5 separate regions of the Mus musculus genome follow, and regions 1, 2, 4 and 5 are each linked to region 3. The links are chromatin contacts, called in public HiChIP or PLAC-seq and promoter capture Hi-C maps. All regions are on one chromosome and are shown on one strand. Each heading gives the region's core, a stretch centred on a gene start, on an enhancer-like site or on the middle of the called end of the contact. The rest is flanking DNA. Distances are from core to core; before and after follow the strand shown. Region 1 overlaps Bloc1s5 (biogenesis of lysosomal organelles complex-1, subunit 5, muted). Region 2 holds the start of Eef1e1 (eukaryotic translation elongation factor 1 epsilon 1). Region 3 holds the start of Riok1 (RIO kinase 1). Region 4 holds the start of Bloc1s5 (biogenesis of lysosomal organelles complex-1, subunit 5, muted). Region 5 overlaps Gm40914 (a long non-coding RNA gene).

Region 1 (4,566 bases), core at 958-3,457, 580 kb after region 3:
CAACTTTAAATCTTTTTTTTTTAATTTTTGTATATTTGTAATGTGTATCAGTGTTTTGCCAGCATGGACATTTGTGTATCACGTCCATGCAGTGCCTGAGGAAGCCAGAAGAGGGCACTGGATCTCCTAGGACTGGAGTAATGGACAGCTGTGAGCCACCATGTAGGTGCTGGGAACTGAACCTGAGTCTTCTGGAAAAGCAGTGGTTTAACTGCTGAGCCATCTCTCCAGCCCCATCTTTCCGTCTTTTAGCCACTGAATTGTAGAAAATGAACTCCGAGACGCTGGATTAGAAGCAACTGCTGACAGTGTCCTAACAGGTCTGAGAAGTCTGTGCCCCTCTGCTCGAGTCACCCATTTTTACCTTTTTCCGTTCCTGTTCTCTCTGCTGGAGTCTGCAGATGGAGTCGTTAGCTGCTTGCACTGAAATAAAACAGACGGTGGGTTTCAGTGGCAGCCTCTGGTCAGGAAGACACGTCTCTGGAGTCTTTAGCTCTCAACAGAGTGTATTAAAGATAGATATCAGCTGCCAGTGGGGGTGTGGCCAAGAGGAAAAATGCACGATGTCAGCATATTCAGGATGGCATGGCTGGAACAACCGCAGTTGGGAGCTCTGAGCTGTCACCCAAAGAGCACAGAAATACTAAGCCCCCTGATATGTTGGCATCAACCGCCTTAATCAATGTTCTCTGAAAAGGGGTGAACTCACAGTCACATTCAGAGCAACGAGGCCCATCATCTGAGCCTTCTCTCTGAGGCAAGGCCCGACAGCCAGATGGCCCCCATGGTTTTCCACTCATTCTTCTTGTCACTGCTCCTGTCTTCTAACTAGTTCATCCTGGATGCTGCTACAACATTTACCTCTCCCAGGTCTGAAAGTTCATGAAATCATTTCCATTTCTTCAGAACCAACATTCTAATGTAAAGTGAGCATCCCCAAGTTCAAAATGTTTTAAAATTTAAGACCTTCAGAGAGCTGGCATGACGGTACAAGTAGAGACTTCCACACCAGACCCCATGTGTCTCAGGAAAGACTCCGGTCATAAAATATTGCACAGCCACTGCCAGGCTGGTGTGAACCCCTGAGTTCCTCAGACCTTCCCATCACCAGTCTAACTTTACTTCTGCTCCGACAAAGGGAACTGGTCTGCAGGCTAGCAGGCAGCTTTGCCGTCTGTGACTGCTCTGCCCTTCTGCTGGTCCACTGATTCCTGACATGCTTGCGGATCCCTGCTACGCGCCTCGTCCTGCTCTTGCTGGGTTCCTCCCTTCTCGGCTCCTCCTCATCTACCTGCTGCCTTTGCGTCTTAGCCCTTGCTCTGGGCACACCGACCTCCTTGCTCTTTCCACTGTGCCGGCCGACCATACTCCCACCACGAGGCATTTGCACTTCCTGCTCCTCAGAACACGTTTCTCCCAAGTCTCCTGCAAGTCTGTCTGTGTCTTACTTATTTTACAAATGAGGAACTAACAACAGGACCTCAGGATGGACATGATCATTCATGAGAAAGATAGCAAACATGCCCACTAAGAGATTAAGTATTATCAATAAGAACCACGTAACTGGGGAGTAAGCTACGTGAGTGCGAGGACCTAAGTTTGAATTTCCAGCTGCTGTGTCTGCACACCCCACACTGAGGGTAAAGGCAGTCTAGCCAAAACTCTGAGACCCAGGGTCATTGTGAGATCTACATCACAATCTGGTTCACAAGTGAGTTCCAGACCAGCCTAAGCCACAGGAAAGACCCTGTCTCAAAAGTCACTCTTGAGCAGTGTCAAGTGGTGGTGCGCTGAGGACCCTGTTCACCCTACTACCCTCACACAAAGCCCTCACTCACTCTCCCTGTCCTCTGATGAAGTGCTTTCAGTTGTGAATTCCCTCAGCAGAGGCAGACTGCTACAGGACCACCCTCTGTTACAGCTGCTGAAGCTGGAAGCCATCTGTCTGTCTTCTTCTCCCTGCCTAGGGCTAACGACCCGTCCACATCAGGGCAGGGACAGCGGTTTCTCTTTCAGAAAACTGTGAAGCCTCCACCTCCTGGATGCAGCCAGCAGATTTCATTTTCAAAAGCTTTATCCTCAGCGGCTATTAACAAACTTTCCTAGATCACAGATGACATCTAAGGACGGGGGATTAGCTTACCAATCATTTTTCTTCCTTAACAAAACAAGAGAGGAGTTGATTAGATCTGCCTTCTTCCTGCGGCAGTGAGTATGACCTCACCATCCCTAAGCATGGTGCTATCATTTCCTGTTCGTCTTTTTTCCTTCCTGGCTCTGTGAACAGATCTTAAAAATCTGTGTTTCTGTCCTCGGGTCATTTTCATTTTTGGATCACCCCAAGTGCAGTGTGAAGAAAAGTTGAAGGGCCATGTGACTTCTGCTGTCACCTGTCACAGCACCCCTGCCCCAAGATTATAACTACATCATCCCCCTCCCCTTTCCTCCTCTAAAACCTGCCCATCCACTCTTCTTGCTCTCTTTTCAGGCCATGGCCTCTTTGTTCGTTATTACAACAAGCATACATGGACATCCATGCATAGCCTACATGTGACCTGTGCAGTCTGTAAATGTTACTTGCATGCATGCTTTCAGGGCTGAGCATTTGGTTCTGAAGAGCAAGCTACTGTGCTCGTCTCTGGGAAGACCATGTCTCCTGCTCCCACCACTCCTTAGCTGCCTGTAGCTCTTTGAGTGGGGCTGAGGCCTGTGGGCTTTTCCCCATCCACTTTGGCATGTCTGTGGGTGTCACCTGTGCTTAGCTCATGCTTAGACTGTCATGGTGATGAGACTTCATGTGTGTAGCTTCTGTCATTACTAGGAGACACAGTCTCACAGCAAACTCCCTGGGCCTCTGGCTCTTACAGTCTTTCTGCCCCTTCTTCAATGTCCCCTGGGCCTTGGATTCCGGAGTGTTAAGCAGATATATTCATTGGGACTAGGCTCTACAAATTTGCATTCTGACTAGTTATGGTTTTTTGTGGTGGCTCTGTCTACAGTAAAAAGAAATGTCTTGGATGAGGCCTGAAGCCTATACTTATCTGTAGGCTGTCACAGCCTTTACAAACTTCTTTTGGATGAAGGGGATAAGCCTACACTTGTCTTCCTCTACAGAACTGTCTCCATGTTTGGAAACAAGATCCGTCTTCAGAATTTGCCTCCCTGTGAAGTTATCCACATTCCAGCCACATAGAAACAACACAGAAAAGGCTTTTTTATTTCATGTTGTGTGTGTGTGTGTGTGTGTGTGTGTAGGTACATGTGCTCTAAAAGGTCAAAGGGCAGCTTTGGATTTGGTTCTCTCGTTCCACTGTGTGGGTTCTAGGCATCAAACTCGGGCTGTCAGGCTTGGCAGCAAGTGCCTTTCCCCACTGAGCTTTTCTGAACTTTTAGTTTTCCTTTCTAAAACCTATAAATAAATAATCACCTGACCACTCTATAAAAGTCCCATCCTTAGTGATCAGTGTGACCAAGAGAAGGCTCATATTGTACCACTTCACATCACTTTGTGGCATGCTTTTCAACGGGAAGCACTGTCTTCTGCTATCTGTGTCAGGACGCTATGTTGACTTGTGATAAACAACTGTAACGTATCAAGTGCTCCAGGGTCTCAAGCAGCCAAGGTTGCCCTCACATTCACTGTGTGGCCACTGTGGTCTTAAACTCCTGGTGCTCTTGCCTCCTCAGCCTCCCGAGTGCGGTGCAGATGGATCAGTCCATTTGGTGAATACAGAGGGTAAATGCTTTTCTTTTCATCTTTCCAAAAGGAGATGAGCACCCTTGCATTGTTACTATGTTGCACTTAGCTAACAATGTCTTGATTTGCTTCCCATCAAGCAAACAAATTCTATCAGTCTGTCTGTGTGTAAGCTTCAACACCATCCAGCGGCACTATTTCAGACTAACATTAGAGCAGATGCGGGCTGTGCTTCCAGCCATTGAGTTCAAGCAGGTACTTAGAGAGAGCAAGGTGCTAAGCACTGACTGACGATGCGCAGTGAGCACGTGGTCTCTGTTTTAGTAGGGAGAGTGTGCACCGTGCAGATGAGTATTGAGCATGTCAGCTGCTTAGGAACAGAGGACACAGGAGAGAGAATATTGATCCCCTTAGTATAGCCACCTTTGGCTTTGAATGGGTAACCTGGAGGCTCCCTGTCCTTCTTACTCAAAACCAAGGGACCCTGATATCAAGGGAAGATGTCCTTACCTCACATCTGGTTAGATTTAGGAGCCTATTAAATAACTGTAAGCCAGACTTGGTCCTCAAAATGACAGCAGTGATGCTCTTCCCTTAGGGGATGACTTCGTGTGCCCTGAGAGAATCCTACTGCTTTCTGTGGTTTCTGAGAAGCTGCTGAGGAGCCTGGCTCTAAAGCCTCTGCGCACCCAGCCTAGGACATTGCCCAAGTGTGTAAGGTCCGAGTCTGCAGGGCTCTGAGACACATCGACTGCACCCAGTCTCAAACATGCAGTCTGGGAGACTGCATCTACAGACGGGCACAGAAGTCCACAGCTCGTCACTCTTCATAGTTGACTTAGATAAGAAAATCCACATTAAGCTTGTTT
Region 2 (4,133 bases), core at 1,146-3,645, 620 kb after region 3:
TGTAGAGGTCTGAGGAGACTATGTGTAGAGGTCTGAGGAGACTATGTGTAGAGGTCTGAGGAGACTATGTGTAGAGGTCTGAGGAGACTATATGTAGAGGTCTGAGGAGACTATGTGTAGAGGTCTGAGGAGACTATGTGTAGAGGTCTGAGGAGACTATGTGTAGAGGTCTGAGGAGACTATGTGTAGAGGTCTGAGGAGACTATGTGTAGAGGTCTGAGGAGACTATGTGTAGAGGTCTGAGGAGACTATGTGTAGCAGTGGCTCAGCACCTGGCTTGTCTCTTATACCAATACTCTTTACTCATCTCTAAAACTACCACCACAGGGGAGTGGCCAGGCTGAGACACTTGTACCAGCAACCAGATATTTCCAGCTGTAAGCAATGTTTATCACCTCTTCATGCGATCAGACTTACTCAGGTCACTCAAAATGACAAGGACTGATCTACACGGTGAGTTCCAGGACAGCCAGAGCTACTTAGTGAGACCTTGTCTCCAAAACCAAACCAAACCTAGGACCACCAAACAAAACCCAAACCACCCAACCAAATCTGGGGAGAAAAGAGATGGCTGGGAGGTTAGGAGCACTAGCTGCTCTTCCAGAGGACCTGGGTTCAAGTCTCAGCACCCACATGGCAGTTCTTAACGATTTATATAACACTGAAATGTTGTATATAGGTGTATATATAATCTAACACGCACAATTCTTAATGCATGTTTAATTATCAGAAACATTATTTTCATAACAATTCTGGGATTCCGTAGCCTTCAAAGCAATCACGTTTGGCAGGGTTGGGGGTGGGTTGTTGTTGGTGGTGGTGGTGGTGGTGAGGGGGCAGGTTCTGAGTCCTTAGCCCAGGCTGGCCGAGAACTCTTGGTGATCCACCTTTCTCAGCTCCCCAAGTCCTGATGTGAGCTACTTCTAGCGGGTGGATAAGTAGTAGTTTCCTCATGTACTGATGTACCATAATCTAATGGACCTTGCTCCTACAGTTGGATCCTTAGACTGTTCCTTGTCATTATTATTGGGAATCTCGCTGAGCACATCGTAACTGCTGGTGTACTGTGGTTAGTTTTCAACTAAGGAAACACGGTGATTTCATCTCTAGTCTTTGGTCTGTACTCACAGAAAACCAGAAACTTTCAACTGGGACTCACTGTGAAACGTTTCCATTACACAAGGCACTAAAACCCAACTCTGAACTTCAAACTGAACTTGGTCTAAGACTGAACTTGGGTTTATTCTGTATTGCACTACTCTGTTTTGGGTGGCTTACTGGACCCAAACTTACATAGTAATTCACTGGTTTTCTACATCCTTCCAAGTCTAATCTCTTGAACACCAGCTTCTCACTGAAGCTTAAATCCCACCTCCTCTGTGGCACTGTGCCACTGTCCTCAATGTATTCCTCCCCTGTCGCTTGTCCTATTGGGCCCTTAATTGCTGGTGACTGTCCCTCATGCCTTGAAAGCAAGACTGTCTCTCATGTCTCGGCAAAGCCAAAAAAGAGGGTGTGCAAAGGAAACTGGGCTGAGGACAGAGCACATCACCTCTGGGGAGGATGGCCTTCGCAGCCTACGGCAGGCAAGTCATTTAACCTTTCCAGGTGCCACATTAAGTTACTGTGAACCCCACAATACCGCTACGATTTAGACATTAAAGGAAAAAACAAAACAAAACAAAACCTTTGGGCCCAAACAGGAACAAGCCATCTAGATCTGGAATCCCGTTCAAGGCACACTCTATGGTTTCCCACTACCATTCTTCCTCTAGTACCATCTTTCTACGGCAAATGATGAGTTACAAAGGACTCACTTTCTACACCCTAAGAAATCAGGATTCTTCTATCTCACCAAGCATTCCACTGCCCCACACCCGGAATCTTCCTCAATTCTCTGCACAATGCACATCCAAGCGGGTGTGTCGCCAGAATGAGCAGGGTCCTATTCCGTGTTCCCTCCGCCAGGCGGCTTCCAGGAATCTGTACCGCTCGCCCGGCCAGCCGCTGGAAAGGCGGTCGCTGAATGAAAGGACCAGGCACGGCTAACGGCCGCCTACAGGGATCTGAACCCCTGACTCTGCCCAGGCCTCCGCGAACTGGCTTTCTGCTCCCCGAGGGGAGGACGGTGACATTTGCCTGGAGGTCCAGACCGAGCCACGCGGCCCGCCCCGCACGCACGTGGGGAGCGGAGTCCATTCCGATGCCCCGGCCGGGTCGCGTAGGCTCCGGGTCACCCCGCCGCCCTGCTGCTTTCCTACCGCTGCGCCTCACCTGCCGCTCGCCCTGAGCACTGTACTTATTCCCCGGCTTCAGTCCCAGACTCTTCTCCAGCAGCCTCAACTCCGCGGCCGCCGCCATCTTCTGGCCCAGCTCCTAGGGAGGCGGGGCCTGCACAGCTAGGACCTTGATTGAGCAGGAAGTCCGGCCCCACAGATGTCTCCCACGATTGGCTGGGAGGACGGCAAGCGCGCCTGCGCGAAAGGGGCGGAGTCAGCTCAAGGCAGGGGGCGGTTCGTAATTAAGGGCGGGGCCAACCACATTCGGAGTCCGGTGGATTGCTCACAGTAGGCAGAGGAGAGCACGGAGTGTAGACAGTTTCACAGAAGAATGTATCCGAATCTTAGTTTTGTTTTCTGAGACAGGGTTTCTCTGTATAGCCCTGACTAACCTGGAACTCACTCTGTAGACCAGGCTAGCCTCGAACTCAGAAATTCGCCTGCCTCTGCCTCCCAAATGCTGGGATTAAAGGCATGCACCACCACTGCCTGGCTGAATGTATCCGAATCTTAAAGATTGAATCATTCATTACAATGCTTATAAAACTATTGTAGATCAGAAGAATAATTTAGATTATTTGTTTTATAAATATAAAGCATTGATTCCCAAACTCGTCAAATAGTTCTCCAAATAAGAAAATTATAGAACAATCTTAAATTAAAATAAGGATAAGGGCCAGTGACCTAGCAAGGGAACTTGAGATCTGTGGTTGTTTGAACGAAAATAAGCCCCCAACCGGGCGTGGTGGTGCACGCCTTTAATCCCAGCACTCGGGAGGCAGAGGCAGGGGCAGGCAGATTTCTGAGTTCGAGGCCAGCCTGGTCTACAAAGTGAGTTCCAGGACAGCCAGGGATACACAGAGAATCCCTGTCTCGAACCCCTCCTCTCCCCCCCCCCCAAAAGAAAGAAAATGAGCCTCCATATGCTCACCGGGAGTGTCACTATTGGCGTGACCTCGTTGGAGTAGGTGTGGCCTTGTTAGAGAAAATGTGGCAGTGGGGGTGGGCTTTGAGGTTTCAGATCCTAGTGGCATTCTTTTTTTTTTTTTTTCCTTGCCTCCTGCTGATCCAGATATAAAACTCTTGGCTCCTTCAGCATCATGTCTGCCTGCCTGGGGCCATGAGACTCACTGTAATGATAATGGACTAAATTTCTGAACCCGTAAGGCAGCCCTAACTAAATGTTTTTCTTTATAAAAGTTAATAGTAACTCATGGTGTCTCTTTACAACAATAGAAACTCTAACTGAGACAAGTTGAATCCTTATGTGGTGGTTTGAATAAAAATGGTGATTATAGGCAAATGAACAGTGACCAAGACAGAAGCTGGTACCAGGAACCAAGATGTTGCTGTGACAGGCTTGATTATTCTGTTTGTTGGGGTGTAGTCTCCCCTCCCCCAGCCTGAAACCTGCTTGTTCAGGGGTGGAGCTTCCTGCTCATTCGTTCTGCCACGCCCACTGCTAGAACCTGCGGAGGTGCACCTTTCTACTGGACCAGAGATTATTCGTCGGGAGTTGGGTCCCCTCCCCCTTCCTTTATAACTAGTGTCGCAACAATAAAATTTGAGCTTTGATCAGAATGAATTTGTCTTAGCTCCGTTTCTTCTTTCGCCCCGTCTAGATTCCTCTCTTACAGCTCGAGTGGCCTTCTCAGTCGAACCGTTCATGTTGCGAGCTGCTGGCGGCCGCAACATTGGGGGAATATGGAAGACTTTGGGACTTGGACTAGAAAAGTCTTTGGATGCTATAAGTGAAACTTAATGGACCTTCCTAGTAGGGGCATGGAAAACAATGCTGAGGGTGATTTGAACTATGGGGCCCAGATCAAGAAATTTCAGAGGGGAGGAATTTTA
Region 3 (4,562 bases), core at 1,040-3,539:
TCCCAGCTGCACCCACATCTCTAGCCCCTGATTTTCCTATTTACAGTCTTCTCTTTTTACATCTAGTGGGATAGATTAGTTCATGGCTTTTAAAACTTTTCCTACTCACTATGTAAAGTTTACATGCACATAAAGTAGAATTACAAACAAAACACTTACTGATAATAAATTATACAGAAATTTATTTTAAAATTCTTTTGATATACATATAATTTTACTACCTGTTAAATAGGAAAGCAAATTTACATACTAATTAGATGTGTTTATCTGACATAATACCATCCAAAGATATACTATTTTAATATTTATCTGCTGAGAAATGGAACCAGGAAAACATTAGGTCTGCTTTCTGTAATGAAACGATTATTTCTGTAAGACCAGAAAACTGCAATGTACAGTAAAAAAAACTCTGCAGTTCATAATGAGAAGTCCAAAGCCTTGGGAATAAAATTTTCATTTCCTGGGAGGCACACTGGGTTCCCCAGGAGTTGCTGACAATGGGCCTTCAGTCAGATGGCCCTGACTTAGGGAGGCTAAGTCTGGAACTGCTGGAGGCCACCTAGCTGGAGGAGATAACAAGGCCAGAACAGAGCTGGTTTCCAAAATTCTTTGGTCTCAGCAATTACAATGAAACTAGGTTAACAACCAATCAGAATTGTACTAATGTTACTGCGTTGCCCCCCTATTGGAGGTTACCTAATCCTTCTGGAAAATTCTCTTAGCCCTCCATTAAAGGGGTCCATGAGCCCCTCAGGTGGTTGCCGTTTTGATAAATGGTTGGCCCCTGAATGCTGGTAATTTCTTCAGTAAACACTCTTCTTGCCTGTGCATCCTATTTGAGTCTGGGGTCTTCCTTCAGCTATTCTTGGACCCTAACAGGAACATATAAGTTTCAAATCTGAACAGAGGTATTTCAGGCAGTTTGCTGCTGTGAGTTGGTATAGTGGTGAGAACAGTGAAAGCTGTGTGAAGTTATCATGGGTGAATATTGCCCGAAATTTGTCAGATTCACCCCACCGTTTAAATTATGAATCAAGTTTTGGGTGTGGAGAATTTATCATGACTCTCCCCACCCCATTATGGGGCCATGATCTTTAGTTAAGAAACTCTGGTCTACACAGTTAAAACACAGGCTGAAAATACCCCCCATTCTAGTGGCATATTATCAGATTGTCTCAGTCTATCCTTAGTACCTGTCTGCCTGGATGACTTTGTTAGATTACTTATTTACTGAAGACGTTTTCAAATCGATGTCATCATTTGGTAAACTGTAAAAAACCAAGTAGGCTAAGGAAGCTAGGCAGGGCTGCTGGAGGACTCAACCTTGGGCTCACCTTTCCCGTCCTGCAAATAAACACTACCTGTTCGATGACAGGGATGTGTTAGTGCCTTAAATCACTTTCCAAACGCAAAATGTTTCTTTTCCATGGGCCTGTGACTTGCAACTACACTTTAAAAAATGTATGTGCCTGTTTAGTATACCCGTGCCATGTGTGTGTAGGATCCTCTGGAACCGGAATTATAGTAGTTGTGACTGGCCCAACCAGGTGCTGAACCAAGCCACCACCACCCAGGCTTGGTTAGCCATTCTACCTAAATCCATTGTTTGTTTGTTTGTTTTTTTTTTTCTTTTCTTTTTCTTCTTCTTCGAGGAAACAGGGTCTCTCTGTGTAGCCCCTCCTGTCAACAGGTTGGCCTCAAACTCAAGAGATCCGCCTGCCTCTGCCTCCCAAGGGATGGGATTAAAGGCGTGTGCCACCACCGCTCGGCTTGAGTTAAAACCGTTTGAAGATAATGAGGGCTTGTGAGATGGCTGAACAGGAAAAAGCGCGGACGACCAGAGTTCGGTTCCCGGAGCCCAAGGTGGAAGGAGTAAGCCCTCAAGTTATTCTCTGAACTTCACTCACGGAGCACGCATACACAAGCGCGCGCTAGATAATACTTAACATTTTAACATTTAATAAAGGCAGAAAGAGGTGTCACAAGAGTTCCTGCCAAACGCAAAAAAAAACCTTGAACTTCCCAACTTAAAAAAAAAAAAACAACAAAAACCAACCACTTGTATCATTGCATCTCAAAACAACGCACCAACGTTTCTAGAGAGCAAAAGTGTGCTCACTTCCATGATCCATCGAGCTTCTGTGACTCAGGCTAAGGATTCCGGGTTTCCTCCCGGCACACCGGCTCCGCGGGAGGGAGAACACCTTCCAACCGTCCCCACCGAGGGCACCAACTGGTGCGTCGCAGGGCGCTCGAACGCCCCAGTGTGACGTCCTCCGGACCGCACCTGGGTCCAGAGGAAGAAGGTCAGAGGACGCAAGTCTTCAGGAGCAGCCGGAGGAAAAAAAAAACAGGCTGACTTCCTATGACCGTAAACGCCATGGTGGAGCAAGAACGAAAGGCTGGGGAGCAACAAGAGCTACACATCCCACGCTACAAACAACGCACCACGCCCACTTCACATCGCGGATTGGTCTTTCCCGGCCACCGTCACGCGCATGCTCCCTGAGGGCACTAGGGTTTGGAGAGGCCCTGCTGGTGGCATACTTCCGGCGTTGCACTTCCGGCCTGTTGGTGGCCGCGTTTGCCGAAACCCTGTATCCTGACACCCCGGTGGCGCCTGGTCGTTGCCTTCTTGGGCCTGGCGGTTGCCGAGGGATTTGAGGGGCGGGAATCGCGGAGACGCGTTTGGATCCTCTAGGTGGGAAGCAGGCTCTTCCGATCGCGGCCTCAGGGGCGCCGAAGGCTCACACCCCTAGCCATGGACTGCAGTCTGGACAGGATGGCTTCGGTGGTCCCCGGGCAATTTGACGACGCGGATTCCTCAGACAGGTAGGCGGCCGGTGGTGACACAGGGACTCCTCCGATTCCGCCAGCTCCACATTGGGCTCGGGGAGCTGACAGCTGACGGCTTTGGATTTTTCTCGGGGTGAGCAGCTTGTGAAAGCTACCTACCTGTCAGTGGGTCCCGGGACGTTTAGCAGAGAAGCAAGAGTTGGGGACCACTGAGGAAGGTGGGCCTTTTTTTTTTCCTTTCTTTTCTTCATACAGGCTTCCATACACAGTGAGCAAAAGTTTTACCTCTGCGAGTATGATGAACAAGACAAATCAAGTCACTACTGTCTTTTTGGAAAGGAGGGCAAACCAAGAGGCTAGCACCTACAGCGTAGCGGAGAGAATTGAGGCAAAAAAGGGAGGCCAGCCAGGTCGAGCCTTCCAAGTGACTGTGAGGAGTTAAGATCCTGTTCAGGTCTTACAGGCCAGAGGAGGGCTTTTGCAGCGACAGAGCATCCGTCATTTGATTTATGAATTAAAGGAACTGGTGAGTCATGTAGAAGATGTTCGTAGAGAGGAGTGGAGCAGAGAATCAGTAAATAAATAAATAACCAGCTTCAAACCGGATGGCTCCTAGAGCTGCTGTCGTAGAACGACTTCGAGGTAGCAGTGTTGAGGTTTTGTGGTGAAATTGGATGTGAGGTCCAAAAGCAAGCAGTGACGGAAAACTTCCCGTTCAAAAGAAAAGAGAATTTACACATAGCCATTTTGAAACAACAAAGAGTTTTGCGTACCTTATAGTCAGGAAGATTTTATTCATCAATTGTGAGCGGTTGTGATAAGTATATATATTGACCACTCTGTGTGTCAGATCGAGTGGTAGGGAAATATTGGTGACTACCGTTTTGATTGCCACAGGGGTTGGCCTCTGCTAGGGGAGATAGATATTCACACGAGGTAAATTATTTGAATTAAAATTGGTGAATAGTACAAAGGAAAAAAATGAGTGATCAATAACATATGGTAAATAGAGGGTAAGTAGGGCTTAGCCGGAGATGTTGGAGATTTCCAGCCTTCCACTGAGGAATGGGCACATCATCTCAGAGAAATCCTTACGGAAGCGTTTAAGTGGGAAGAAGGGACAAGCTTACTTTGCCCACAGGCCCCATACACGCAGGATATTGTGAGACTGCACCCATGGTCCTCTGCTGGATCTGATTTTGCCATTGCACCAATCCAGAGACATTTTTATATGTCACACCTGGGCTGAGACACTAGTGGTATCTGGTAGGTAGTTCCGCATAAGACAACCTCACAGCAGAGGATTGACTAGTTGAGAGCATTCACATAGTTGTGCCTTTAACATACCTGTCTAGATTATTAGATTTGTAAGTGAAGAGTAATTTATGTATGATACTTATGAAGCCCTAGTAAACTGCAGCTATCAAATGATAGTCTCCTTCCTACTCATGCCCGTGGGCATTTAAAGCCCTGTGGGCTGTAGCCAATTAATAAATTGGAGTTGACGACTGAACTTATTTAAGACCCATTGGGGGCCAGGTGTGGTGGTACAGCGTCTTTAATCCCAGCACTCTAGAAGCAGAAGCATCTGATATTGATGATTTCAAGGTCAGCTCTAGCTTCATAGTGTCTTCAGGGCAGCCAGACCCAACAGGGAGCTCTGTCTCAAACAAGACTAAACAACAAAGGGGAAGGGGGTGGGAGAGGCGGGGCGGCCTGAGGTGCTGGGGATTAGGTCTGTGGCAGAGTGATTACCTAGAGAGGGA
Region 4 (4,142 bases), core at 615-3,114, 600 kb after region 3:
AAGACACAGAGAAGTGCTTTGATGGAAGAGCCACGGGACTACAAGATGAGACCAAACAGAACTACAACTCTCTTAGTACCTAATAAAGGGAAGGCTGTGTGTGTGGGTCCTGAGTGTGAAAGTGAGAACCAGTCTCAAAATAAAAAACAGAAAAGGGAGTTGGTAATGTAGTCTCTAGTAGTATGGTATTTGTCTAGCATGTGGGAGGCCTTGGCTTGGCTTCCAGTACTGGGGGAGTAAAAACAGTACTGCTTCAAAATTTAAAACTTCCGCCTCAAAGACACAATCAACAGAATGATAGGCAACCAGGCAAGTGAGAAAAATGCCTGCAAACACCTGCTATGGGTACTGAGGAGACAGATGTGTGTGTGTGTGTGTGTGTGTATGTGTGTGTGTGTGTGTGTGTGTGTGTGTGTGTGTGCGCGTGTGTATCAGCATTAATGGTATAGCGGCCAGCAAAGTTGCCTTTCAAGAATATATCAAGAACTATAACTCAATAACAGAATCTACTTACACGAGCAAAGGACTTAAATGGATATTAGATGACTACCTAAAAAATGGGTAGTCAGTTAAGCACATTAACCAAATATTAGAGGAAATGAAAATCACAACAGGGAGTGTCATCTCACACGCATTAGAATAACTAGTACCAAAGACAAGAGTTGGTGATGACAGGTGACTAGAAAATGGTATAGCAAATACAGAACATGCCAACTCCTCAAAAAGTTTAAAGAATAATCAAATGACCCAAAAATCCACTACTGGAGATACAGTCCCAAGAACTGAACACAGGACCTCCGAAGGATGTCTATATATTCATATTCAAAACAGCCTTATTTCCGAGAGTGGAGCTGTCCAAGTCCTCAGAGGCACTGGACCAGTCAAATTCACAGTGGCATGAGGAGTTATGGTTTAATGCATACAAAGTTTTGCAAGATGAAAAACATTTGCGGATGGAGTCATGGTGGCCCAACAACAGCCATACAACGACTAATCTTCACTGAGATTGCACAGAGAAAGAATTCTAACTTAGTCTTAACACACACACACAATACTACTGGATCCCAAATTAAACCTAAGAAACAATGTGAAACACAGTTTAAACAGTCGCAGCCAGCTCAGCTGGGGCCGCCCACAGATCTGGTAAGAGTAAAATGGGAACCGCACAGATGGTAAGCCACCACTCTCCAGGCAGTGTAGGACTGTAGCCCAAAGTTGGTGGAATAGGCGGGTTGAGCAGGGAGTTGAGGGAAGCAGTGGAAACTGCAATTGGAGGCTTCTTCGCGGTTAACGGGGACTTCTGAGGTTTAGGAATTAAAGCTAGTTGTTATTGTAATAATTTAGGTCGAAATCTACTAAGGCTGAAAGGGGACAGCTCAGACCGGTACACTGTATGGTACTGAGCGCTGTGTTTCAGGACGTTTTCCCAAGTGTTCTTCCTGGCATGACCCCCAAGGCGCAGAGGACAGAGGACGAGAGGGTGAAGGACCGAAGTCACCCTACTACGTGTGGGGCTCCAACTAGTTCCCATTCTCCGCTTGTGCGCCCTTCGCCCATTGCACGTAACTGGGTCCTGCGAGCTGGGACCTTTCGTCTCGAGGCGGGCCAGGCAGCTGAGGGCTACAGGGGAGCCGGGGAGCACCAGGAGGGGCGGTCCCCAGCACGCTGCCCCCACCCCGCACGGAGGACCACGCCCTCCACTCCGTACCCTTGATAATGAGGTGCGCCGCACCCGGAGTCCCCAGTGAGTCCCGCTTCTTGCCGCCCTGGGCGGCGTCGCACGCTACAGGGGTCTCGGTGCCTCCGCCACTCATCCCGACCAGTTCCGCCCACCCGCGGCGTCCACGGCGCAGGCACGGACCTTTAGGGAGAGAGACGCTCTGGTGTTACGTCATCACAGGGCGTCGGAGTCGTTGGGTTCGGGGAAGGCGCCGGGAGTGTAGCCGATGCGGCCATGCTGGATGAGGGCAGATGATCTGCGTATGGGAGGTGTTTGAAAATTACTTGTTTCTCGGTTATCCCATCCTACGCCGGTAGGAACTAAACTCACTATGGTTGGAGCAAGGCGCGGCGAGCAGAAGAATAACAGTAGTAGTATATACATAGTTTCTACATTGTTACTGGCCACCACTATTTTATAAAGCATTTTGACATGTATTGTCACCTTAGGGTCATCATAGCAACCTGAGGAGACAGATCATAATTTTTTTAACAAATAAAGCAACACGGTTAGAGGTTAAGAAACTCGTTTTTGTTTTGTTTAGGTTTTTTGTTGTTGCTTGGTTGGGTGTTTGAGATGGTCTCCCTAAATTAGACTAATAAGTGCTGACATTTGATATATTCCATAATGTTCATTTTCTCAACAAATTGTCATGCTTCAAAGAGAGCAATGCACGGCCTCCCAGTGGTTTTTACCTCCTCATCATCCAGGGGTTCTTCCTTAGGACTCAGCTGTGACCGCTTCCTCCGCTACTCTCTTCTGAACAATGAACAATGTCATCCTAAAGGGTCTTAGTCCAGTCTGAAGGAGGAACGTAAAGCGACATAAACGGCAGGAAGAGGAATCGTTCCATACCTGTGGATACTAGCTGTTGAGGGGATCAGGAAAGACTTCCCAGAAAAGACCAGTGTTTGTCTCCAGTCTTGAAGTGAGACATGGAGAGAATAACTAGGTGAAGCAGGAATTGGGGGATTATCGCAGAAGAAATGGTAAACCCCCAAAGGAGGACAAATAAAAAATTTAATTTCCTAGCTTTTTAATCAATATGTAGAAATCATAGTTTTCAAAGACATTTGTTATTCTCCTCACTTCCAAGAAATTTCATATTCATTTTTCTGCATTGTAGAAAAAAATTTCTTTCCCTTTGCATAATTTCCTTTATGACTGTGCACCATGAAGACTCACTACAATATGTGAAATTGAATGCTTTTCTTACATTAATGTGGCTGTTTGTTTTTTTTTTTAAATGTTGATTCTGGATTTCACCTCTGAAATTTGCCAACTCTGTGTTGTGATAAAGAAATTCTAGTTGCCATAATTAACACTTTGGAAATAGAATTGGGTCTTCAGATAGTTTCCAATAAAGCGTCAGCGAAGGCAAAGAAGCCGGAACCTGAGCTCTCTGGATCCCAGCATTCCTGCCCTCCGGCAAGGACATTCTTGGAAGCACGGCTTGGGAATTCCTGCTCTATTTCACCAGTTTCTACTTCCTGTTCTCACCAATACATTGTTACTTCTGGAATAGCAACAAGAAGACAAGGCCAGTACTCAGTACCGATTTGCAGTTACGGCTGACTTATGATACCTGTCATCAACAATGTGACATTTAAAAAATACTTTCTATGACTGAATCTGCGAACACAGACTCGAACAAGGGCTGACTTAGGAAAATCTCCATTTTCAGATGAAGAGACCTAAGGTCAGAAGGGCCACAGCAGTTCCTGCCTTCTCAGTAGAGACATGCCACATGATGGATTGTGAGGATTAATGTCATGTTTTAAGTTTAAATTACTGTGCTTAAAACATTAGAATTATAAAACAAAAAGGCCTGTAAGCCTCCCTTGCCCAAGGAATAACTTCCAGAAATAACTTCCTGGAATCCTTGGGGCTGTTATCCATGTAAGATAACAAATCACGTTTTGCTTCTTCCAACAAGCCTAATTACCCAAACTGCACAGGCTATGCTTGATCACACATAGGTGGGAGGTGTATAGACAGTAAGTCCGTCAGAATAGATGTTTGCTCCTAACCGTACACAGCCCTGTGGGTTTTGCTTTTATAAGCCTCTGACTAAGGTAATTCACTAACATTCTCTAGGCATCCCTGGTATGGACCGGCCCAGTGTCCATTATCCTGGCCAGTATTATAATAAAACTAGCCTCAAATTTTGATCAACATATTTGGTAGTGTTCTTAATTCCCACATGTGAGATTATCAGCACCTCCTGTTAGGAGACGGATTTGTTTCTCTTCACCTTGAATTTGGGCTGGCCTTGTGACTTGACCTTTGACCAGTGGAACACACGGTACTGATGAGTGGGTTCCATTGGACCGGGCAGCATCCTGCTTTGTTTTCTTGCCAGGACACTCTTGCTGGAGTGAGGTCATCATGTGTAGAAGCATACTAATTTAGACACGTGTGG
Region 5 (4,623 bases), core at 1,320-3,819, 550 kb before region 3:
GGCACATGCACTCTGCCAAAGCAGAGTGCTCCCATGAGGTGCCATTGTCCCCAGGACACGTAGTGTTTTCATTGTGTTGGCTTCTTCTAGCCATGGTTAGAACAACGAAACAAGAATCATACTATTTCAGAGGTTCAAAGATACCTCCAGGGCTGGAGGGGAGAGAGAACTAGCCTAGGTCCTCCCTGGATTCCATCCCAGTGCTGCAGGCAAAAAAATTATAATTAAATAAAAGAGCGTCTTGGTGTCTTCTGCTTTTACTCATTTGCCTTAAAAGTAGTATACAAGCCCAGGGCCTGCCAGCAACTTTTGATTTTACCCGAAACAAAATGAAAAAAACAGATGCTGTCTCACCCCGCAAAGAAAAAAACCCAGAGAGCAAATGAGTATCACTGGGCGCACACACAGTTTTTGGAGACATACTTGCATCTTCAGGGTTGAAATTCACATTGTGTAAAATACTATGGGAGACAAAGGGGATCCTGGCTGAATAAGATGGAAAACCACTTCCTAGAACAACAATATTCCAGCCATGTTCCAACTGGGGCTTGGGAGCAGGGGGTGATCCTAAACAATCCAAGTCTCCACGTGGAAATAATATTTATTATTTCTCTCCCCTCCACACCCTGGAGTAAGACAACACTAAGAGCTGGCTTTCCTCTTGACTTACCAACCCCTGAAGCTGAGAAACAAGACTCTGTGGGCCTGTTAGGTTTATGCAATTGCACACCGGGCTCTTAGGTGCTTCCAACGCTACTAACAATCTAGAGACAAATGAGCGCCTTTAGGCCACCAGAAACCAGAATTCCAGGTGAGTTCTATAAAGAAAAAGAGGTAGGGAAAAGAGCAGAAGAAAGAAAGAAGGAAAAAAAGGAGAAAGGAAGGAAGAGAGATGGGGGAACAACAAAGGAGGAGGAGGAAGAGGAGGAGGACAAGGAGGAGGACTTTTTGTTTTTAAGTTTAGCTTTTTTTGAGTGTTTTTCGTTTGTTTGTTAGGGTTTTTGTTTTGTTTTGAGAGAGGAGCTTATTGTTTACTCATTATGTAGCTAAGGCAACCTTTGAACTCACAGACATCCACCTGCCTCTGCCTTCCTCCTAGTGCTAGGATTAAAGGCCTGCATCACCATACTGGACCCTTAATGGACTTCTCTCAGACTTGTTCAGCATTATGAGAAAAAGGAGGAGGGGGAGATGATTCTGGGAGATTGAGCAGCCAAAGGATAAAACTGTACTCATTTCTCAACAGCAAGCCTTTGCAACCTAAGCTCCCGAGTAAAAATTTTTTAAAAAGGCAGGCTTCTTTTCCCTTCCCACAAGGGAAAACCAGAAGGGGTGGACCACTAGCCCTCTTGTGAAAAAGATGCTCCATCAGTTCATTCAAATTCCAGCCCAGCAGGTCCACTTCCTGCCTCTCCCATCCTTTGTCCATCCTGCAGAGGAGCGCTGTAGTTTGCTAGCCCCACACAGAACTCCCTAGGGCCATTCCCTCGCTCCTTGGTGACCCTCATCCCTCCGTGGCCACCAACCCTCAACCCCCCCCCCAAAAAAACTAAGAAAGTCCACCCTGCACTCCATCTCAAAATGGCGTTCCCTCCCCCAGCTCCCCCCCCCCCCCAAGAAGCCTCATTCCTCACAACATTCTAAGCTCCAGGGCTGTAAGTTTTGCATCCTCTTTTCTTCCCAGCCAGTCGTAGTGTATATTCACACCATTCTCTCTGGGCCAGATCTCAGCTGATGGGAGCAAAACCCTGTCTGTCTGTCTGCTTTCAGCTTGTTTCCATTCCATCCAGGGCCAAGCTTCCCAACTACCAAAATAGGCAAGTGTCCCAGGTTTTCCTGCCGTACCTCTAACCTTGGTTCCTTGATTAAGTACTTGGTTCCTCTCTACACAGAACTGGACTCTGTCCAACTTGTGTCTCTAGGTCTTCAAGTGTTCACTCAGGAGATGTTTTTTTATCCACAGGTCCCTGTTTACCATTGGAGTTGGTTCTTAAGGATCCTCAGAAAGCATCAGGGGAGGGAACCCTGGTCCACAGCTCTTGCCCCACCCCACCCCGATCCAGGCAGGAAAAGGAAGCCCCTTTGTATGCACAACTTGCTGACAATTGCTGGCTCTTGCCAGAGTGGCTTTCCTCTCTCAACATAGGAAGCTGCTAAGAACTGCAACAGGGCAGAGACAGAGAGAGACAGAGAGAGAGAGAGAGAGAGAGAGAGAGAGAGAGAGAGAGAGAGAGAGACAGAGAGAGAGACAGAGAGAGAGACAGAGAGAGAGACAGAGAGAGAGAGAGACAGAGAGAGAGAGAGAGAGAGAGAGAGAGAGAAAGGAGGAGCTGTCCCTTCCGAAGACAGCAGGGTTGCAGAGGCCGCACAAATGCTACTGTGAGTTATTTCGGGACCAGCAATGAAACACCGAGCCAGTCTTTGCTCTCTGAGCCAGCCACACCAGCGCGGTTCGACTTTTGACATCTTTTCCCTGTGACGAGAAACGGCTGGCTCTTTCAGCAGTTATAGGGGAAAGGGCCTGCTAACCAAAGGGAAGGAAACCCACACCACAGACCCTACAGGAAGGAAGGCCTGCGCCTGGAAACTCACAGGCAGGAGCCATTAGAGGGCAGCAAGTGTCTGGGAACCCAGGCAGCAAGAATCTCTCTCTCTCTCTCTCTCTCTCTCTCTCTCTCTCTCTCTCTCTCTCTCTCTCTCTCTCTCTCTCTCTCTCTCTCCCTCCTCCTTTCAATTACAGGGTGTCTCTAAAGGCAAAGCACCAGGCTCCAGCGTCAGCAGAAATACGAGTTGGAAAGACCCAGACCCAGGCTGTTGGAAGGGAAGGCACCCTCCAATCCCCAAAGCAGGCCCCTCTTGGCAAGGTCGAGCAGTGGCTGTGCAGGTCTCACCCTTACTGCCCCGGAACCCCCCTGGGTCGAGGACCCTGGCAGAACCAGCGCTGCTGTGCAGAGAGAGAGAGGGTGGGGAACTTGGGCACCCAGCCTTTTGTGTCACTTTGCTCCTTGGCCTCCTGCAACTCTAGGACAAAGGAGCGCCTGGGAGCTGCCAGCAGCCTGGGGGCACCACTGGGTTTGACAAGGAAGGACGAAACCTGATCCCTGCCAACGGGACAAGTCCTTGTGCTGTTCTGTGAGGTGACCCAGTTCTGAGACCAGACCGCTAGGCTCTGATCACACTGCATCTCTCACACACCCTGCTCGCACCCCTCGGCCTCCGAGGTAAGACCGTCGCATCCTTCCTTCCACCCGGACAAGTGAGAGCTGCCACTGGGGCGTCCCCTGCGGCAGCAGCTGCACACTCTAAGGTGTTGTGTTTTATTAAAAAATAAATAAATAAATAAATAAGAGCCAAAGATATGTTTGATAGAGCCAGGTATGGTGAGATGGGAGGGGTGCCTCAGCTAGCCCATGCTGAGGCATCCCCTAACCCCTGAGGTACCAGCCATAGGATAGTATGGAATAGAGTTTATTTAGGGCAGGGAAGGGGATTTGGGAAAGGAGTAGAGGGGGCGGGGGAAGAGGGAAGAGAGTTGAGGAAAGGCTGGCCAGGAACATGTGGAAAGAGGGGGAAGGGGGAAGGGGTCAGGAAGAGAAGGCGCAGAGCAAGCAGCCCCTTTTATATAAGTAAGCCAAGCCTACCTGGCTGTTGCCAGGTAACTGTGGGGCAGAGCCTAGAAGGAATACTAACATTCCTCCGTTTTGATTTAATTTTTTACAAAGGAAAAACTAGAAAGAGGTGATGGTAAAGCAGGAATCGGGTCGCCGTAATTTTTAGGGGCTTCCTGCGGACTTTGGGGCAACATGTCTCTGGGAAACCTAAGAAAATGGGTGTATGGATGTTGGTCTTAGGAAAGCTGGCTGTTTCCTTGCTGTCCAGGGTCTGTGGACCCATCTGTGAGTAGGAAGGAGTAGGCCCAGCAGCAGCGGCAGTGTCTGTGAGAGTAGATTAGCACATCTGTAGGTTACTTCACTGGAACGGTCCTGGATGTAGATTTTGAGTAAACACCTGGACTTGAAACACCCAGCTCTCCTAAGACTACACTCAGGGGAAAGGGATGGCTCAGCATAGGCCTGCAGAGACATCCTTGGCGCTCTCTCTCTCTCTCTCTCTCTCTCTCTCTCTCTCTCTCTCTTTCTCTCTCTCTTTGGTTTTTCAAGACAGGGTTTCTCTGTGTAGCCCTGGCTGTCCTGGAACTCACTCTGTAGACCAGGCTGGCCTCGAACTCAGAAATCCACCTGCCTCTGCCTCTGCCTCCCAAGTGCTGGGATTAAAGGCGTGTGCCACCACGCCCGGCTTCTTTCTCTCTCTTTTTTTTTTTTTAAATAGAACACAATGTAAGGGACCCAGGGGCAGCTAGGAGTGGTTTCCTGCCTATCCTGCCAAGGAGCCTCTTTATATTTTACTAAGGCTTCTACCAGGAGAAGGCTTCTGGACTCTAATTAGAGCCCAGTCGGGGTAGGTCACTGGGAGACAGCAATTGAGGGTCTGGTGCAATCTGGTTACTCATTTCTTTCCCCAAGCCCCCAGAGGACAGCCCTGACTCACAGTCACCGGATTGGAAGACCTTCAGATGACATGTTCTAGTTCAAAGGGCCTGGGCAGATTCAAGTGTCAAGTTGA

What was found. Promoter capture Hi-C pulls out the DNA fragments that hold promoters and counts their contacts. HiChIP or PLAC-seq counts read pairs in DNA pulled down with a chosen protein or histone mark. Capture Hi-C pulls out chosen DNA fragments and counts their contacts.
Region 1: a promoter capture Hi-C map of liver shows a contact between it and region 3, with 2.9 times the contacts expected there. The contact joins the enhancer-like site here to the promoter of Riok1 in region 3. A contact is called at or near these places in 13 of 39 promoter capture datasets (the 3T3-L1 cell line, 3T3-L1-derived adipocytes, the C10 cell line and 7 more), 1 of 484 Hi-C or Micro-C datasets (the G1E-ER4 cell line), 13 of 115 datasets of contacts at active chromatin or transcription factors (the 230-238 cell line, the SCID.adh cell line, astrocytes and 8 more) and 1 of 9 other capture datasets (liver).
Region 2: a promoter capture Hi-C map of adipose tissue shows a contact between it and region 3, with 2.5 times the contacts expected there. The contact joins the promoter of Eef1e1 here to the promoter of Riok1 in region 3. A contact is called at or near these places in 12 of 39 promoter capture datasets (the C10 cell line, the HPC-7 cell line, HPC-7-derived erythroid cells and 8 more), 4 of 484 Hi-C or Micro-C datasets (B cells, CD4 T cells, CD8 T cells and 1 more), 12 of 115 datasets of contacts at active chromatin or transcription factors (the 230-238 cell line, the NIH/3T3 cell line, astrocytes and 9 more) and 2 of 9 other capture datasets (adipose tissue and liver).
Region 4: an H3K4me3 HiChIP or PLAC-seq map of forebrain shows a contact between it and region 3, with 5 times the contacts expected there. The contact joins the promoter of Bloc1s5 here to the promoter of Riok1 in region 3. A contact is called at or near these places in 8 of 39 promoter capture datasets (the C10 cell line, embryonic stem cells, frontonasal cranial neural crest and 4 more), 4 of 484 Hi-C or Micro-C datasets (B cells, CD4 T cells and muscle stem cells), 20 of 115 datasets of contacts at active chromatin or transcription factors (the 230-238 cell line, the SCID.adh cell line, Th17 cells and 15 more) and 3 of 9 other capture datasets (adipose tissue, embryonic stem cells and liver).
Region 5: a promoter capture Hi-C map of pre-B cells shows a contact between it and region 3, with 6 times the contacts expected there. The contact joins the enhancer-like site here to the promoter of Riok1 in region 3. A contact is called at or near these places in 5 of 39 promoter capture datasets (the C10 cell line, HPC-7-derived erythroid cells, embryonic stem cells and 2 more), 9 of 115 datasets of contacts at active chromatin or transcription factors (astrocytes, double positive thymocytes, embryonic basal ganglia and 6 more) and 1 of 9 other capture datasets (liver).

Annotation. Positions count from the first base shown.
Region 1 is chr13:38,612,279-38,616,844 of GRCm38.p6, forward strand. It overlaps Bloc1s5 (biogenesis of lysosomal organelles complex-1, subunit 5, muted), which reads right to left. Exons shown (of 5, transcript NM_139063.3): 4 at 365-423. Among named protein-coding and RNA genes, the nearest start is that of Bloc1s5, 21 kb to the right of the region's middle. Within about 2 kb of position 2,208, at least 26 of the 459 cell types and tissues checked have an H3K27ac peak or open chromatin away from gene starts, as enhancers often do. A contact at or near this core is called in the G1E-ER4 cell line, bone marrow-derived macrophages and liver, where this site is marked.
Region 2 is chr13:38,656,633-38,660,765 of GRCm38.p6, forward strand. It overlaps Eef1e1 (eukaryotic translation elongation factor 1 epsilon 1), which reads right to left and starts at 2,396. Exons shown (of 4, transcript NM_025380.2): 1 at 2,275-2,396. The coding sequence starts at 2,361.
Region 3 is chr13:38,034,700-38,039,261 of GRCm38.p6, forward strand. It overlaps Riok1 (RIO kinase 1), which reads left to right and starts at 2,290. Exons shown (of 17, transcript NM_024242.3): 1 at 2,290-2,832. The coding sequence starts at 2,762. It overlaps Cage1 (cancer antigen 1), which reads right to left and starts at 2,238. Exons shown (of 13, transcript NM_027724.2): 1 at 2,120-2,238.
Region 4 is chr13:38,633,228-38,637,369 of GRCm38.p6, forward strand. Bloc1s5 (biogenesis of lysosomal organelles complex-1, subunit 5, muted) reads right to left here and starts at 1,865. Exons shown (of 5, transcript NM_139063.3): 1 at 1,709-1,865. The coding sequence starts at 1,814.
Region 5 is chr13:37,480,267-37,484,889 of GRCm38.p6, forward strand. All of the region lies in intron 1 of Gm40914 (a long non-coding RNA gene), which reads right to left. Among named protein-coding and RNA genes, the nearest start is that of Gm40914, 4.7 kb to the right of the region's middle. Within about 2 kb of position 2,570, at least 166 of the 459 cell types and tissues checked have an H3K27ac peak or open chromatin away from gene starts, as enhancers often do. A contact at or near this core is called in astrocytes, double positive thymocytes, embryonic stem cells and 5 more, where this site is marked.